Regions from separate parts of the Gossypium hirsutum genome. Here region 1 is linked to region 2. A link is a contact called in public Hi-C data. All regions are on one chromosome and are shown on one strand. Each heading gives the region's core, a stretch centred on a gene start, on an enhancer-like site or on the middle of the called end of the contact. The rest is flanking DNA. Distances are from core to core; before and after follow the strand shown.

Region 1 (2,887 bases), core at 286-2,785, 600 kb after region 2:
ACCATACTGTGCGTGTGTTCTCTGTCAGCCAGAGCAAGAATTTAAAAACTACTTGTTCTTCAAATTGTGCTCTCTAAGAAAGTCGCAAAGGATATTCTATGTCAATGCGAACTCAAAAAAAGCTATAAAGATACTTAAGCAGTGAATCCTCGATCAGAATTGTATTGAGTATTGCTAGGACCTTCATCTACCAGATTTGAAGGGAGATAAACAACAGATTATATGGAACTTTTCAGCAGATTACCAAACATACCATTAACCGTGCGAAGACGACCGTTAGCAGGGCTAAGATACCATGTAAAGACACATGGAATACAATCTTTTTCACTTTCTTTTATTCTTGTATTGCATAGCTTTGATTACTTTCTTTTCATTATGTAGCAGCAATTTCCAAGTTCTTTTAGATAAATAAAACCATGCTTATCCAAGAAAAGATACACATAAGCTTAATGAATACCTTTTCTATGGCAAGACCCTGGCGAAGATCCAATTTGTACCCATCATTGATCACAGACTTGTACCTGAGAACCAAGTCTTGACTGTTCTTCATAATTGCTCCTGCAAGTTGTCGAGCTTTATTCAACACTTCATTTTGGTCAACAACATAATTGACAAACCCCAATTTCTCAGCTTCCTCTGCTGACAAAGGCATGGCTGCCAACGACACTTCGCGAGCCTTGTTTGGTCCTATGAAGCGTGCAAGCTTCTGGGATAAACCCCATGAAGGAAATATCCCAAATCTACAATCATTTTTTGAAAACAACACTAAATCAACACATGAGACAATCAAAGCCTTCGACTTGTTTATCTTCAGCAATTGTTACCTGGCGTGAGTATCAACGAAAGTGGCTCCCTTAGCAGCGACCAGCATGTCACAAGCGAGGGCGATCTCGAAGCCGGCAGTAATAGCAACGCCGTTGATAGCTCCGATGATGGGTTTGGGGCATTGCTCCATCTGAACAACCGGATCCGTCTCCGGGTCCTTAACGTCACCCTTGAAAACATCTTGTGCAGCCGTCAAATCCACGCCTGAACAGAAAGCCCGTCCAGCTCCAGACAAGATGATGACCCGCACCGAGTTGTCCTTCGCAAGAGCCTTGAAAGCCTTGGCCAAGTCCACCATCATGGGTCGGGTCAAGGAGTTGAGAGATTTGGGTCGATTGATGGTAACAATAGCGATCCCATCAGGTTCACGGGTCACAACGATCAGCTTGTCAGACGAGGAACCCTCCATTTTTACAGGAAAAGGAAAGAAAGGGAAAGATTCAAAAGAGAAGATGAATAAATTTTATTGCAATTTTGGAAATGGTTATATAAAAAAAATATTTTCAACATGGATCTGGTTTTGGTAAATGGGTTTCGTCATCATCGTTGATCGCGTGTAGATAATGCCTTGAATTGCGTGTCTGATTACGGCGACGGGAAAGCGGATAAGAACATAAGAAAACAAAAAAATCCCACTCCCTACTGTTTATTTCATTTAAGGGTAAACTAACTCAATCGTAGATCTATTCGAGTGCCAACTCACTTGTCTAAGCCCAGAGATCTACTTAAAATATAAAAGAATTTAAATAAAAAATATTTATTTAGGTTAAGTCTTAGATAAAAAATTTTAATTTGGATACGGCCTGATCAGAAGATGTTATATTAGGGCAAATGACTAAATTTTTTTTTTAAAAATTACTGAAATAGACCAATTATTTAATTTATTGGAATAGTCCATTTTTCGTGAAATCGCGTCCACGTCAGCGCGATGTTAGGGTACGCGCCAGGAAATCGCGTTCATGTCAGTGTGATTTGCTTACGTGGACACAAATCGCGCCCTAGGGCGCGATTTGTTGATGTGGATGAACAGTTTCTCATTTTTAGCTTGAAAAATTTTGAAAGGCCATAACTTTTCGCTCGGTTGTCCGATTAAGACGAATTTTTTTTATTTCGAATAACTTTTTGAGATCTACATGCTGAAAAACTGCCGAAGGTTGTTTGCCACACTTTTCATCGAAAAAGATCCCTTTTGCCCCTAAATTTTGATTTTTTCGGTTTAAAATTAAATTTCGAAACATTCAAATCATTATTTGTAGTGTGTGTATATGTTAATAGTTACGTACAGAAAAGTCAACTGAATATAATTTTATATTAAATTCATTTAAGTTCTTCTCAAACGACCAATGATTCTAATTGTCTTAATTATATGAGTTACCGATGCCTTTGCCTAAGCATCGATGAGCTAACATTTTATATAAGTTATTTCTAATTGTAATTAGCACTTTCTATCATTATGCAGGTTACTTTTCCTAACTTGGAGAAAATCACAATCTGCCATTTGAGGAACGCAAAGAGGATATGGCACAGCAAATTTCATAAGAATTCCTTTTCTATGTTAAAAGAGTTGACTGTTGAGGAATGTGATGTGCCATTTGAATATTTTTTTGTACTTGTTGCTATTGATTTAAAAAAGATTCAAAATTGTTAACAACAAGATTCGAACCAAGGTATTAAAGGAAAAGAGCAAGCATCTTAACCAACTAAACTAAACTAATTAATTGATATATTATAAAAATACTGTTATTATCTTAATTATATTACTTACGTTCTAACGATTTATCGGACCTATTCCATACACGTGTCAAATCAGAAGAAATAATACAACAATTCTGTAAAAAAATCCGGTGTTTACTTCAAATAAATAAGGAAAATAATGATTTGAATGTTTTAAAATTTAATTTTAAACCGAAAAAATTAAAATTTAGGGGCAAAAAGGGATCTTTTTCGATGAAAAGTGTGGCAAACCGCCTTCGGCTGTTTGTCAGCGCGTAGATCTCGAAAAGTTATTTGAAATAAAAAAAGTTCGTCTCAATCGGACAACCGAGCGAAAAGTTATGGCCTT
Region 2 (3,094 bases), core at 249-2,748:
CTGTAAGATGCCTGCAGTACCCGTCCACATTGAAGGACCAGATTTCACTAGTGAGTCTTGTATCAAGAGGCCAACTGAAGCAGCTAGTGAGACAAAGGATACAACATAAGCAAAGAAAAGCCAGAGCTTCAACCTGTTGTAATCACGGATTAGCATCCATTAGCCCAAAACAAGCAATCTTATAGCAATTTTCATAAAAGGAATCTAGAGTTGGAATATATAGCAGAACATTTACGAGGATGGTCAGCAGATTCGTTGGGACAACTAGAAACGTGCCACATAAACAATCTTAATATAAGCAATAAACACAATTACATGAAAACCAAGGCGCATGGCAAGAAAACAAAACAAGATAGAATGTGCATCAAAAGCATAAACACCATTAGCAATTCCCAATTGCTTTAATTCAAATAAAGCCCTAGTGCCAAATCCAGAATTCTAATCTCTACAAGTGCCGATGAATAGATCAGCTTATTAAGTACCACTAAACACAAGGATGAACAGGACAAACCATGCATAACACATATTGTTAGCCGATATAACACCCTCACCCTCAGATAATGGCATCAATACATGCTGCAAACTTCTTTACATTTACTACTGAAAATTTTCAAGTCATAAAGAAACGATTATTGCCAGGCTTATGGTTGAATCCGAAGAAATATGCTTATGGAATTCGGAGTTCAAAAGTAATCATTACAAAATCAATAAACCTCGTTTCAAGTAGCCATATGAAAAAAAGCAGCTCAATTTCACCAGAAAGTATCACAACTCAGAGCAAATAGTAAAACCCTAACTAAGTACTTAACTTTCAAAACACTGGCAAGATTATTATAATTTTAGCAAAATTCAGTAATAGAATGTATAATCAAACTCTGTAGAGCATATGGAAGGAAACTTCTCGGGGAAAAAAGCTTCAATTAAAATAGGTAAGGAAAAGAAATAGCTAACCTCCACTCGCCTTCATCATAAGGAGAGTAATCAATATCCTCTTTCCTAACGCAATTGAACATCAAAGCCGCGATAGAAGCAAATATTCCTAAATAAATAAATAATAATAATGATGAACCATATAAACATTGATAATAGGAAATTAGAAAGGAAGCTGATAAATTAATGGAAGAAAAAAAGGTGAAACACGATGTACCAGGTAAATAGTGGACGAAAGAGACATTGACGGAGCTGCATATGACGGCGTCGACCCAAAACCACCAGCCGGCACCGAACACTGCGCCAGCGACGCCGGGACCGAAGATCGCCCACAGTTCCCCTAACTCCATTTGATTGATTGTTCTCCGATCTAATTAATTGACTAATAATTGACAAGGAACAAAAAAGAAAGAGAGAAAACTGTACAGCTAATATGCTGAACATTATTTTCCACTCTTATAACTATAGTTGTCCATCAGTTGGGTCACCAGCCCGATGGAACATCTGCCTGAGGGGATTTGGATAAAATACAAGATCTGTTTAGAGAATAGGTTGAGTTTTGGGTAAAAATTTTTGCTTGGGTTAGGCCCAACCTTGTTTGAATTTACAATAAAAAGAATCTTGTTGTTTTGCTATTGTTTTTCCATATTTTGTTACTGTTTTCTCACTTTTTTCTACTGTTATGCTAACATTTTACCATTATATTACTACTATTTTGTTGTTAATTTTTGCACATTGTATAACACTTGTTTTATTATTAATTTTACTAACAAGCACTTATCTTAGTGTTATTTAATTATAAAGACTTTTTTAATTTATTTTCAATTTATAGGAAAATATTTATTTTAATATTTTTTGTATATTTTTTGTATTATATTTTTTAATTTTTATATAAAAAATAAAAATAAGAAAATTAATATGGTTGGGCTCGGGTTTTAGCATTTTTTAATCCAAGCTAAGCTTGGGCAAAAATTTAGGCCATTTTTCGGGCTAGCCCAGGCCAATCTCGAGCCTAAAATTTTGTTAAGGCCTGACCTGAACTTGACCCGATCCATGGACAATTCTACTTATAACTCCCTCTCGGATCGATACGTATATTTATGAAAACTTTTATTTCATCTAAAAATAAATGTATTAAACCTAAACTACACCAAATATCACTAAATTATTAATAAATTTATACTTTGATTATTTAATTTCAAAAAGATACAATTGATCATTGAACCATTCGAAAATTATAAGTTGGTCACTAGCCATTATGTTCCTAACCAATGTTAGATGCGGGGATGAGTCAGTTTACACTTTGGTCACTCTTGTATTAGTAAATTTACAATTTGGACAATTAAATATTAGTAAAATTATAATTTGGTCACTTGACTATTAGCAAATTTACAAGTCATTTTGAGCATTATTTAGTGACCAAATTGTAAACTTATCCATCCTCACATCTAACATCCATTAGGAACTTAACAGGTCAATGACCAACTTGTAATCTTCGTATAATTTAGTAACTAATTTGAATGTTTTTTAAGTTGAGTGACTAAAGTGTAAATTTACTAATAGTTTAGTGATCTTAGGTGTAGTTTACCTAAGTACTAATTTAGATCATGCTAGCAAATTAGTATTTATCAAAGGGTAAACTACACAGATAGTCACTGAACTAAAAAAAATTCTTATTTTAGGCACCTAAAATAAAAAGTTTACAATTTAGGTACCCACGTTACATAGTTCGATCATTTTTGTCACTCTCGTTAAAAACTCCAATGATAAATTATTTCTAAAATTTTGTTTTTCCACATAATATAAGTAAAATAAAAAAAATTATCATTTTAGTCCTCAATCTTTTAATATAAATGAGGTTTAACCCTACTTTAAAAAAATAAATTTTAACCATAATTTTTTTAAAAAAAAAATTCTTTTTCACATCCCCAATTTTCCATGACCAAAAATAATAAACTCAAATATATAGATTTCTCTTTTTGTGATTTGTTTTAATCAACTTGGCTATTGCTAGATTTGATCATGGGTCGGGTCATCCGTTCTGGCCTGAAGGCCCGCTTAAAAAGTGGGAGAGTTTGGGTGAAAATATAGATTCGAAAAATGAGTTTGGACAAAAAAATAAGGCTCATTTTCTAAAAGGGTCGGGACTCAGGTAGGATTTTTT

Evidence for each region. Hi-C and Micro-C count contacts between places; a contact is called where the count stands out from the background.
Region 1: a contact with region 2 is called in a Hi-C map of leaf, with 1.9 times the contacts expected there. The contact joins the promoter of LOC107910232 here to the promoter of LOC107910589 in region 2. A contact is called at or near these places in 2 of 34 Hi-C or Micro-C datasets (both in leaf).

Annotation. Positions count from the first base shown.
Region 1 is chrD02:14,483,300-14,486,186 of Gossypium_hirsutum_v2.1, forward strand. It overlaps LOC107910232 (probable enoyl-CoA hydratase 1, peroxisomal), which reads right to left and starts at 1,536. Exons shown (of 3, transcript XM_016838016.2): 1 at 825-1,536; 2 at 458-740. The coding sequence starts at 1,234.
Region 2 is chrD02:13,888,048-13,891,141 of Gossypium_hirsutum_v2.1, forward strand. LOC107910589 (transmembrane protein 50 homolog) reads right to left here and starts at 1,499. Exons shown (of 4, transcript XM_016838471.2): 1 at 1,148-1,499; 2 at 952-1,039; 3 at 1-133. The coding sequence starts at 1,280.